2 separate regions of the Sus scrofa genome follow, and region 2 is linked to region 1. Evidence: chromatin contacts called from public Hi-C data. All regions are on one chromosome and are shown on one strand. The core of a region is the stretch at or near the end of the contact, and the rest is flanking DNA. Distances in the headings are between cores, read along the strand shown. Region 1 holds the start of SNAI2 (zinc finger protein SNAI2). Region 2 has its middle 80 kb from the start of EFCAB1.

The links. Hi-C and Micro-C count contacts between places; a contact is called where the count stands out from the background.
Region 2: a contact with region 1 is called in a Hi-C map of embryonic fibroblasts, with 10 times the contacts expected there. A contact is called at or near these places in 14 of 47 Hi-C or Micro-C datasets (embryonic fibroblasts, epiblast stem cells, fetal heart ventricle and 8 more) and 1 of 2 datasets of targeted methods (skeletal muscle).

The regions. Positions count from the first base shown.
Region 1 is chr4:79,262,077-79,268,491 of Sscrofa11.1, forward strand. SNAI2 (zinc finger protein SNAI2) reads left to right here and starts at 2,804. Exons shown (of 3, transcript XM_005663090.3): 1 at 2,804-2,990; 2 at 3,703-4,248; 3 at 5,168-6,399. The coding sequence starts at 2,912. The coding sequence ends at 5,349.
Region 2 is chr4:79,452,165-79,458,579 of Sscrofa11.1, forward strand. No RefSeq gene overlaps it. Among named protein-coding and RNA genes, the nearest start is that of EFCAB1, 80 kb to the left of the region's middle.

The DNA.
Region 1 (6,415 bases), core at 1,554-4,053:
ACCCCAGTCAAACCAGCGACATTCCAGTCAAACCAGGGACATTCCAAGACTGCATCTTGGGGGGTGGGGGGGTGACCCTCCCCAGGCCGAGGTTGCCTGGTCTGCTCACTCCTTCTCTAGTGGGGAAGGCACTGCCTTCACAGACCATGGCTCCACGTGGATGAAGCTCTCCCTGCAAAGCAAATAAGCCTGGGGTGCGTTCCCAACCTCATGAATCTAGTTTACTCCCCCATTTGGCAACGCAAGAATATGTCTTTCATGGAAAAGCCTGGGTCCCTGAGAAACCCCACCAGCACCGGGAGCCTGTGGGGAGGGGCTGGCCCGCCCACGAGGTCACAGCCCTTTCATTTACAAGGATTTCTACAAATCGTCTTTGTCAGCTTCCTCAGAAAACAGGAAAGGAGAGGCTGTGGGGTAAGTCACATCAGGTCCCCTCCTAGTAAAGTTCAGGACAATTAGGGAATTAGGTCACGTGGGCTTCTAACATGTCAGACCCCTCAGACCCCAGGTGGGGTGAGGGACCCCTGGGGGCGGAACCGTGGGGAGGCATCCTTTGAAGGCCCTGCTTCCTCCCAGGACCAAGGCCCTGGGGGAGTCAAGGTGGGAGCCTGGATTTTCTTCCCCTCACTGCTGGACCCCCCACTTCTGGGCCTCCCTTGGGGGGCTTTCTCTGCACCCCAGCACCCCGGTTCCCTCTCAGGACAAGCACCTGCCATCTCCTCACTATTCTGGGCGGCCCAAGATGTCCACCCAAGACTGGTTTCTCACAGAAAACATTTCATCTAGGGCTATGCCCACACATGGCCCCTCTGGCTCGGGGGCGGGGGGTGGGGACGGCGCAGCACCTTCACCCCCCCACTGGGCCTCTGTAGGCCCTGGGGTGTGGACCTGAGGGCCTTCTCCATCCTCACGCTCCACAGCTCCCAGCTGAGCACCTGGGCCCTGACTCCCCCTCCCCCGCCCACCCCCACCCCCCTTGCAGCCCTCCTGGGCTCCGGGTGCAGGCAGACCTATGTGAAGACATGCCCCAGATAGCCTCCGACACCCTGCACCCGCCTGGTAGGCGGAGAACACATCCCAACTCTGACTGGAGTCTGTGTGCTGACCCCCCTGACAGGCTCTGTCATCTGCGTTCAAGGGTTTCCTAGAGCATTTCTGTTCAGCTTTTAAGTGGGCTGTTGGAATACACACTTGGTAGGTTAGTGGCCAAGGAACAAGTATCAGATGCTCTCTGGCCTCCCCGCTGTGAGCTGACTCTGCGTGGAGCTGAGCCGGGAGGGAAAAGCAGGAGCTCTGGGCAAGATGCAAACTCTTTTTCAGGAAGCCGAGTGGGGGGAGGAGGGCTCCTGCCCCCCAAACCAGGGCCAATCTGATCCGATCCGAGGGAGCTTGTTCTGAGCCAGCCTCCGGTGTGTGGGAGATCTGATGCATATTCATATTTTCCTTTTAACATGAAGATCCCTCTAAATTCCTTTCCCTGGCGTTTGAACTAGTTGGGAGGAAAAAAAAAGAAAGGGGATCTCTGAAATTAGCTCAGGCAGCCTGAGCCCCGCCCTCCCCTGCACACTCCGGCCTCCCCCCAAGATTAAGAAGTTATGCAGCCTGACATGCACCTTCCTCTTACAAGTCTTGACTTCACACTGTTATTTTTCACCTTTTTCCTCCCAGCACCTGTTCCAATCAAGGGTAGCGTGGTCTGATTGCAAATGTGTTCTTTCCTTAGTCTTTAAGCCAAAGGTAGGGAGAATAATCTAGAAGGGACGGAAGTGCTTGTAAATATGGATATAATTTCACTTTTCAAATGAGCCACTTTAGGGTATTTTTAGATTAAATACCATACACACAACCAAAGTATTTTTGCTGATTGCTAGACTAGCTTAAAAGTTTAACCAAGCAGTGCTCAGGATGGCACCCTTTCTTTAAAAACACAATGCAGGGGAGGGGCAGAAACACATGAATTTTGACGACGTTATACCCAAGAAAAGAGCATGGTCTAAAAGCATATACATTTTTGAAATAATTGTCTCTCAAGGCCCCTTCACACTTTTTTTCCATAAAATTACATGGCGATGCCTGAAAAGATGCAAATGCCTTTGTGGGGAACCCTTCCCGTTCCAAAGGACATTAACCCATCCTTCGCTTTCATCCGTACGGTGCCCGGTCTCGCAGGCAGCCGGTCTTTCGGGGGCTACAAAGCGCTTCTTTCAAGCCTCACGGCTAATGTGGTGACACGCCTGCTTCATTTCCCCAGGCGCCGCCTCTGGCTCTGCCCCGGGCCTCCTGGACTCGAAGCGCGTCCCCAGCGAGAGGCGGGTGGTTCGCTAGCCGCGGGGAGTCCCCTGCGGGCCCGCCCCTCACTCACTGGGGCTTTGTCTTTGCCGCTACCTTTCTTGTCAAAAGCCGGGAGTGAACTGTTCCGTCCCTGAGCGAGCAGAACCTCTCCAAAGCCCAGAGGCTGGCCTGGGACCCGCGGGCCCCCTGCCTTTCCCAGCAAGCGCCAGAGCCCACAGCTGGAAGCCAGGCCAGGTTCAGCCGGATCCAGCTCGCCGAGAGCGCGAAGGGCCGACGAGCTGAAGAAGGAAAATTACCTCTTCTTGAAAATACTTAAGCACTTTTTTCCTCTCCACTGAAAGCCGGAGAACAGCCCATTTTGAACCAAAATAATTTAGTCTGACAACAGATTCTTCCTCTGTTCACAGCTGTCCCAGAGGGAGGAGCTGAAATCCGAACCTCTCGGCTGTGATTGGACCCTTCTTGCAAAAGGCAGGAAAAAAAGGCCTCCCCGCCACCGCGGGCTCAGTCCGCGAAGAGCCTGCGACCTGGCGGCGCCGCGCGCGCACCTGCCGGGGCCGCGATGCTGTAGGACTGCGCGCCCCGCGCCCCGCGCCCGGCGCCCCGCGCAGCCGGCAGGATGCCGCGCTCCTTCCTGGTCAAGAAGCATTTCAACGCCTCCAAGAAGCCCAACTACAGCGAGCTGGACACACACACAGGTAAAAGGGGGGCTCTATATTGCAACTCAGTCTGTCTATCAAGAGGTAAATAGCAGTGTGAGCTGCAGCTCAACTTCTACAAAAGTTAGAGGCGGAGCTGTTTTCCTCTAAACAGCGTCCCTCCTGAAAGAGCGGCCGTTCCTTTGATCATCTGGGCTAAGTTTTAATTCAAACTTTTCACTGGCCAGGAAAACTCCATTCGGCTCTTGCAACGTCACTTTCTGAAGCGTGTGCATACTTGCATAATGAGTACGCGGAGGATGAGTAAGGCCACGCGTAAATGTTGAATTACTGCTTTTTTTTTCATGTCATAAGGCTCCTTTCCTTTAGAAAGCAGCTGGATTTACGCCTGTCTTTGTACTCACAGTCATAAACCCTGCAAACAGCCCACGCGTAAAATGGAAGGGAACTTCTCTGCAGCTTTCGAGGTAGTGGATAGGCTTTCCCCTCGCTGGGGACCGCGGAGGCCCTAGCTGGGCGGGGCTGGGCTGCGCTCGCTGACCGCCGAGCCGCTGCAGCCCCGCGACGCTCCGTGTGCGCCCCAAGTACAGTGACCGCGCGAGTAGCAAGGGTGGGAAGAAATGTCCTACCAACGCCTGCGAGTTCCTCCTGCGCGCGTCCTCTCGTCCGTTTGCGTTGCCAAGCAGCTTCGTGGTGGGTTTTCATAGGTTTCTCTCCGCCTCACTCTTCCTTCCCCTCTTGTCTTCCCCAGTGATCGTTTCCCCGTACCTCTATGAGAGTTACCCAATGCCTGTCATTCCACAACCGGAGATCCTCAGCTCGCGAGCCTACAGCCCCATTGCGGTGTGGACCAGCGCGGCTCCGTTCCACGCCCCGCTGCCCAACGGCCTCTCCCCCCTGTCCGGATACCCCCCACCCTTGGGGCGTGTGAGCCCCCCTCCTCCATCCGACACCTCATCCAAGGACCACAGCGGCTCCGAAAGTCCCGTTAGCGACGAAGAGGAAAGACTCCAGTCCAAGCTTTCCGACCCCCACGCCATCGAAGCCGAGAAGTTTCAGTGCAATTTATGCAGTAAAACCTATTCGACCTTCTCAGGGCTGGGCAAGCACAAGCAGCTGCACTGTGACGCCCAGTCTAGGAAGTCCTTCAGCTGTAAGTACTGCGACAAGGAGTACGTGAGCCTGGGCGCCCTGAAGATGCACATTCGGACCCACACCCTACCTTGTGTCTGCAAGATCTGTGGCAAGGCCTTCTCCAGACCCTGGCTGCTTCAAGGACACATCAGAACGCACACTGGTAAGAGGGAAGGCAGGCAGGCCGTCACCAGCCGACAGGAGGAAGCCCTGGGCTGACTGTCGGATTTGCCTTAAGTGGTGACACAGTGCTTTTAATGATGGATGGTCATTTATAGCCACTTCCTGACGACTCAAAAGTCGACAGAGCACAAAGGGCTCCTTTGCTGGCTAACGGCCTCAGCTCTGGCTCCAGAGACCACAAACAGCAGGTAGACTTTGGAAAGCAGATTCAGAAGGTTTGGTCTCAAAGATCAGTAGAAAACCAGGAAGGATGTACTTGAATGTGTGTTCTGTGAAATGGCTAATACCACTAATCAGCAAATAACTACGTTGCTCTCTCAGTCAGTCAAGCCGAGAGACAAATCAATGAAGCGATTTGCTGTTGTTTTTTTGTTCGTTTCATTCTTGCTGGCATGTCTGCCACCCTCAGCAAGGTGGGTTGTTAGGGCCGAATCTGCTTTCCGTTATTTGCTTGTGTTTTGTTTTTGCTGCTGAATTTTCTATTCCTAGCGCAACATCACCCAGCCAGGAGTCGAGGCATTTATCCAGCCTTAGTCATGATACACTGAAGGAGGGAAAAGGGGAAATGTTGGGAAATGTGGGGAGGAGTTCTCTGTCAGCTGCACCTGCTAGAGCAAAAAGCTTTAGCAAGTGAAGTCCTAGAGCCTCAGGAATCATTTCTGCATGGCTGGCAGCAGGAATAATACTTGTATTTTTAAATTGATTTTATAATACACCATTCAGATTTATCTTAAAAAGCCAGACATTCAACTAAGTATCAATCAAGGGGGATTTCAGTCAAGTTCTGCTGTTTCTCATTCTTGAGGCAGAAGGTGGTTGTTGCTCATAAACGTTATCTGGCTTTTTGTTTCCTCTGAAAACACTGACTGTCTTTCTCTCTTGCCCCCCTCGCCCCCCAGGGGAGAAGCCCTTCTCTTGCCCTCACTGCAGCAGGGCCTTTGCAGACAGGTCAAATCTGAGAGCTCATCTGCAGACACACTCGGATGTCAAGAAGTACCAGTGCAAAAACTGCTCCAAAACCTTCTCCAGAATGTCTCTTCTGCACAAACACGAGGAATCTGGCTGCTGTGTGGCACACTGAGTGACACCACCAATGTTTACTCGAGCAGAAGGCATTTCTTCACTCCGCTGCCGCCGCCAAATGACAAGTAAAAGTCCAAAGGCATTTTCTCTTGCGCTTACCGACCAAATAATATGTATAGACACACACACACACACACAGCTCAAGAGTACGGAATCAATGTATTTAAAGTTAATCCTTTCCATGTGAAGTTTAAAATTACTACATATTTACTGACAGCTAGATTGAGAGGATAAAAGACAATCTTTCTCCTCAAAGATGAAACAAAAAGCACACTGCATCTTTTCTTACTAAGGAAGAATGCAAAGATTTACATTGCTGCCAAATCATTTCACCTGAAAAGAACAGTATTGCCTTAAAACAGATTTGTAATAGAATTTCCTCCAGGAGGGGGACCCGCCAGACTCTATCTCAGGTGCCTTATAAAGTAACCATGTTCACTTTATTCCTTGTCTGAGGTCTACTCACCGTCATTGAGCTAAAGCCAATTTTGATGACCTATAATACTTTAAACTGTATTTTTAAGAGCGAGACGGGGGTGGGGGGAGAGAACAAGAAGGAAAAACACAGGAGAATGTATTAAAAGTGTTTTCTTCTTCTTTTTCTTCTTTTTTTTTTTTTTTTTTTTTTTTTTTTTTTGCCGATAAGCAATATGTGCCTTGAGGGAGAGGAGAATGACTAGCTTTGAACATTCCCGGTGCATGCTCCATGGCTTACTTTTTAAAAGAATTTCTAATGATTTTCTAAAATCACCTAAAGATGGGAATAAGTGCAACAAAGGATTTTTAGAAACTCTACAATGTAAACTATTTTAAATCCATACAGCAGATGCAATCCTTCTAGCACCCTTTTTAATTAATTGTATAGTTGATGGGTCAATGTAAATTTGTGTTTATTTTTATATGATTGAATGAGTTTTGTATGAAAGTGAGATGTTGTCTATAGCAAATGCTATAAACAACCTGAAGATTTGTGATATTAATGTTTCTTTTTTAAAAAAACAATTTTCAAGGTTCTTTTTTACAATAAACATTTTTGATTTAAAATCTATTGTTTGTATACTATT
Region 2 (6,415 bases), core at 1,572-4,071, 190 kb after region 1:
AGGCAGTCAGCCAATGCTAACAGGGCAGTGCTCACCCAACAAGAGCCTTAAAGCAGGGGCATAAACATGTGCCAACCATCAACTACAAATTCTCTTGAAACAAAGGAAAAACTGAATCTCAGAAAAGCAAAAGAAGATTATAAGAAAGAATCAAACGGAAATGATACAGCTGAAAAACAGGGTAATAGAAATGAAAATCAGCTTGATGGATTCTAACAGTAAAGCAGAGCTAAATCACTGAACTTTAGGACAGAGCAGTAGAATTCACTCCAAATGAACAAAGAGAGAAAACAGATTTAAAAACAAAAAGTAAACAGAGCCTCAAGGTCCCACAAGACTAAGGACCTGGTGTTGTATCATCATCGTCTTCTCATCGTCCTCACATCATCCTCAGAGGAGACAGGGATGGCAGAAGGCGGCTGAAAGAATATTTAAAGAAATAACAACTGAAAATGTCTCCAATCTGTTAAAAAACACCAGCCTCCAGGTCCAAAAACCTGAACAAACCTCAAATAATATCTTTAAAGTGCTAAAAGAAGAGAACTGTCAGAGTTCCTGTTGTGGCTCAGTGGTTAACGAATCTGACTAGGAACCATGAGGTTGCAGGTTCGATCCCTGGCCTTGCTCAGTGGGTTAAGGATCCGGCATTGCTGTGAGCTGTGGTGTAGGTTGCAGACGCAGCTCAGATCCCACATTGCTCTGGCTCTGGTGTAGGCCAGTGGCTACAGCTCTGATTAGACCCCTAGCCTGGGAACCTCCATATGCCACAGGAGCAGCCCAAGAAATGGCAAAAAGACAAAAAAAAAAAAAGAAGAGAACTGTCAACCACTACTCCTGTATCCAGCAAAACTGGCCTTCAAGAATGGAGAAGAAATAAAAATAAATCAGGGAACACTAAATACTTTGGCATTAACAGAACTACCTACCCTCGAGGACTGGCTAAAGAAGGCGCTTCGAGCAGAAAGGAAATGAACGAAAAAAGAAAGGAGAGGGAAGAAAAACAGTGAAGAGGAGAAATGGGTACACACAACGGACTGCACCGTCCTCAAAAGCTTTAGAAACTATGTTTGATAATAAAACAGAAATCCTAACAAGTTATGATTCACAAGAAAATGATATTTAAAAAGGGAGGAAAAGGGGAGTAGATGAAAATGGGGTTTCCACTACTGAAAATGGTAAAATATTGACACCAGTCAGAGCAACCGCTACAAAAACTGTACGAAGACACACAGTAAAATAATAGAGAGAAATCTGTACACAAATGTCACCGCAGCTTTATCTATAAAAGCCAGAGACTGGAATCAGCCACGACGTCCTTCAGCAGATGACTGGATAAAAACCCTCCGTATGGTCACACCTCGGAACACTGTCCAGCAATAAGAGGGAACGTGCTATTGGCACCGACGTGGCTCAATCTCCAAGAATGATGCTGAGTGGAAAAAGCAGTCCCGAAAGGATCATATATATGGTAGAGTTTTAGAAACAGGACAGGCTTGTGGGTGCCAAGGACTGAGACCGGAGCGGGGAGGGTGTGGGGAGGGTGGCTATAACAGGCAACCGGAGGATCCCTGTGTTGATGGGACTGTGTTAGTGTCCAGACTGCAGTGGTGTCCGCAGCAACCACCAACGGGATGAACTACGAACAGAACAAGCAAACCCACCGAGCTCAGGTCCCTGGAGCAAGCTGAGGGTGTGGAGTCCACACTGAGCTCCTCACTGAGCACCCGACTGTACTCTGGCAAAATGTTAACACTGGGGAAAGTGTCGCCACTGAGTAAAGAGTGCACGGCTGTCCACCTACGCATCTGCAACCATCCCAGTAAGAATCTCAGCTAGAGAAAAAGGCTGCGGCTGCGAGGGGGCCAGTGCTAAGTGGCCCCGACAGACACACACACAAACCCGACAGACATGCACACACCCCCGCCACGCAAAGGCTCCTGCTGGCCCTGGCACACAGCAGGAGGGTGACACTGGCACGATTCCATGAGGCCCTCGCGCTGGTCACACAGACAAGGCTACGCTCACAGTGAGAATCAACTGGGACCCATGATCTGACGACGGGGCCTTGACGATGAATAAAGTGTTGAAATCAGGGTCCTCCTAGAAAACGAACACAAGCTAAATGTTTGGAATTTTGCAGAAATCTCTTCAGATTCAAGACAGAAGGTCAAAATATCTTCCCAAATGCTTGAGTCTGTGATAGATGGGAGGTAAAGGGATAGAAACACAACTCAGATGGCAGGACAAAGCCTCTCCAGGTCTTCCTGCAGTGACTGCCTAACAGGCGCTGACCTCGGGCACGTGACTTAACTTAGCATCACCAGCCTGGAGAAGGGTTGTCATGCCCCCTGGAGTGGGTATGTGGCCAAAGGACTGTGCTAGTCTCTTCTTCTGGAACTTGTCGCCTGTTCCCACAGGACTTGTGTGAAAATCCAATGCTGTGGAAAGGGAAGAGCAATCACTTTAGACTGAGCAAGCCCCTGGGCTCCTCAGACGACTTCTGCCACGCAGGGCACCACGTGATCACAGAAGTCACTGGACACGCCTACTCTGGGCATTTCCACGTGCAGAGCGCACAGGGGTGCAGCAAGCCCCACCCCAGCCTCTGGGGCGAAGGCCAACCTCATTTTGACGCTGGGTTCTGGCCCCATCTCATCATCAAATGCCAGGCAGAGCAACCAGCCCACTTGCCAAATTGGACCTTGGTTGTCTCCGCAAGTCTTGGCCCAGTTTCTGGCCAGTTCATCAAATCCCAGCCTGTGGGAGGAAGAGGAGTGCCCTGGGAGCCTTTTCACAGAGCAGGGATGCGCCCAGGCTCCTGCAGCATTCCAGCGCCCTGACGTCCAGCCACCGTCTGGGCCCATGACCTCAAACGTTTGGACAAACCGCCCCATGAAGCCGCTCTGCGGAAATCTTACCCGGACAGCCCCCAGCCTCCCCAGCCTCTCACATCCGCCCTCGCCAGCACTGCCCTCAGACACGGAGGCACTGCTCCTCCTCGTTTCCATTTAAAGACTTTTGCTGAAGGAGCCGCTGCTTCGGGGCCAGGGAAGCCCTGCCAGGATCTTCTAGACGCGCAGCGTAAATGGTTTGTGACTGAAGTGGAAACCATCTACATTTCATTTTAATTATTGGTGATGACAACACAAACTCTGCCATCATTTTGTATTTTCCCTCCTTACCATCTATTTCAAAATGACATTGTCACGGTTTAGAGTCGGTTGGTTTCTAGTTAATGAATGTTCGGAACCCCAAATCATTAAGCTCTCATCCAGAGCCAGAGAAGGGGAGAAGAAACCCACACAGCTGGGGAGCGAGAGCCAAGAGCCCCCTGCGGACAGCGGGGGAGGGAGCGCGTCGTCCTTCACCCACCCCCCCCCCCCCGCGGACAGCGGGAACGGGAACGGGGGTGCCCAGTGCGCAGGCTCCCTCGGCCCCAGGCACTGAGCCCTGCTGGGAACCTGGGAAGGAAATGCTTTCCCGGCTGGCACCCGGTGGCAGAGAGCAATGCAGTTCTCTCAGAAACCGGGCAGCGGGCTTCCCTCTGGGGAAATCGGCGTCTTAAGGCAGTTTCCTCAGAGCGGCGGGCTGGCGGGGGGCGGGGGGCGCGGCAAAGTCGGGCCCACAGCACGGGAAACTCTCACATGCCTCCAGCACCACTAACAGAAACTGCATCTTGTTCCCCATTTGGCTGCAGATAATGAAATTAGCCTCTCAATTACCAATTACCCCCAAATAGTACCTAGTGGAACAAGCAGGCACAAAAGCCGGAGGTGAGTTTGGAGGCGCTCCCCCCTCCCCGCCCCACCCGGCCCCGCAGCCCCGTCCCCTCTATGGCTCTTAGCTGTTTAAATTCAAAGCAACGCTTCTGTTTTTCTAAGTCGCCGTTTTTGACCTCAAGCAGATAAAGAGCGCTGCATGACACATTCAGCAGAGTTGCTGTGTTCTTGCTCTGTTTACATCAGGAAATCCAGCGGGTGGGGACTGGCTGGGCGCCGGCCCGGGCGCTGGGCCTGACTCCATCCAGATGTGCGGCGGCTCCAGAGTGGCTGCCGCGCGCAGTAAACGGGCACCGAGGCGGCCCCGCGGGCGCACGGAGGCGGCGGCGCGCGGAGGCGGGACCGCGGGCGCGCGGAGGCGGGATGGCGGGGGCGCACGAGGGGGTCTCGTGGGGAGGGGGCGCGCGGAGGAGGGACGGTGTGGGCGCCAGGAGAGGCCTCACGGGAGGGGGCGCAGAGCAGGGACCGCGGGCGCGCCCCCAGACGCGAGCGCAGCGCCAGCGCCCAGGGAGTGGGCCCTGGGCCGTGTGCATTTCCTTGTAAATGCGCTGCACTTTAAAGAAGGGGGCGCGCTGTATATCATTGGGAATGTTGGCTGTCTATTGGTCCCTGTGGATATTGCTGGGTTAGTACGACTTGTAACCAGAGCAAGAGAAACATAAAAAAGTCGGGAAACACTGCCAATTAGTCATTACAGGGAGATTGTAAAAACAAGAGAAAGAGAAAGAGGGGGAGCAGAAGGAATAAAAGAATACAATGCCCTGGGAAAAAAAAAATTAAAGAAACTAGATGTGCTTTTGTGGCGTTCCGGGAATTGCATGAACCAGGAAGCAGGACAGAGGCAGCCTGCTCACCAGGGCGACCTGCAAACCAGCAAATTCTCAGCGTGGCCAGGAGGGACCCTGCAGGGGCCCAAACAGCACCCCATGCTGCGCTTGCAGGTCTTCTGCTGGGCCAGAGGGCAGGCGGCGCTTTGGAGCAGAACCCAGCTGCCCTTTTATTTCTGATTGCAGGCCGCTGCACAGGCCTAACAAAATGAAGACAGGGACGGGTTTCTTTCCGTCACAAGCCCCTACCTACCAGCCATCTGCTTCAGGCAGACTGTGGCCATGCTTGCTGAGAACTGTTTTTAATTTTATGGTTGTTCCAATTGAAATCTCTTTGTCTTTCTGCTTTTTGCCAGATTCAAGGCTCTGAGAACATGAACCGTGGCAGGGTGAGATGGATCTGGGTGAGGCCCCTAGGGCTCCTTCAGTCTGCCTGTTATTCCTGCACCCACTTAACAGAGAGGACTTCAGGGCCCCAAGGTTAAGTTTGCAGTAAGAAATCCAGGGGGAACCGGGCTTCTTCCAAGAGCCTCCAAGAAGTGGGGTGGGAGCGGGGGTGCTGGAGAGGAAGCCGGACCCCCTCCCTGGGGGATGGGGGCACATGTGCCGGCTGGAGAGGAACTGCTTATCTCAGCAGCAGAGAGCCGGCGAACTGCCAGCCCCGCCGCCCACAGGCCTTCAGGCCCACCTCCTCTGAGTCATGAGGACAGCCACATGGGCCTCCGATCCCGTCCCTGGCAAGGGTACAACTTTGCTAATCGGCTGGGGTCCTTCTTGGTGTCTGGCCACGAGTCAGCAGATGCACAGCTCAGCTTTACCAGTACAGAATGTCTTGCATAAGATCTGTTTCAAAAACAATTATATGAGCAAATTATCTTGGCTCATAGAAGCAGATTTTTTAAAATCTGGTAGCAAGATCTCAAAAAAAATGATTAAACCACAGGCACTATTTTAAAATAACATGAAACTGGACAAGAGATGAAGAATTCTCATAGAATCATCAAGAACATGCTCTACACCTTGGCTCAAAAGAGCCCCCATGCATGCGTCTGGGGCTCCTAGAGAGCCCCCCTCCCCAAAGTCTAAAAGAGGGGCTTGCTTCTCTCTGGGCCTTCGTCGGAGACAGAAACTAAAACAGTACAAATTCTTTATCTGGAAGGACTTTACTTTCCTAACACAGAGCTTTGCTATACATCAGTGGAAGGGCTACAGTGAGAGCCTGATGGGAGAATCCCTGTGAGCTGGTCCTCATGTGCCGGCCGCTAACGTGGGGCCCCCAGTCGGAAACCCTGTGCTCTGAGCCCAGGCCTCCAAAATAACACCAGGCTTTTGCCAGCCTCCCCTTTCTCTGTCTCTGCCTGTCGCCCCTTCCCTGCAGGCGTCTGCCTTCCCTAATGCTGCCTGCCCCTCCTCCTGATGGCAGCTGGAGCCCAAGGCTGAGATCCTGGCTTCTGCTCTCCTCACACTGTCCTCCTGCACTGTCACCTCGTGTAGCAGTTTATACTAAAGACTTTACAGTGAACGCTATGATCTTCACGCCTTCTCAGTGTCCCGCTGAAAAGATGGCCACATTGTCACTGGAAATGCGGGACCTGGACAAGCAAATGCACCATCTTCCTTCCCAAACTCAACTCACACGCCCTCCAGACCTCCGGTGGCAGTGACCTCAACCACATTGCACCCCCCACGCACACCTCCCACCCAGCTCAGAGCCCTTAACTCACTCCCCACTCCCAGGTCCCACTCTGCTTTCCATGACAGACCTCTGGGCAGCAGGCCCTGCCCACTCTTGAGACAGTGGGAACTGCA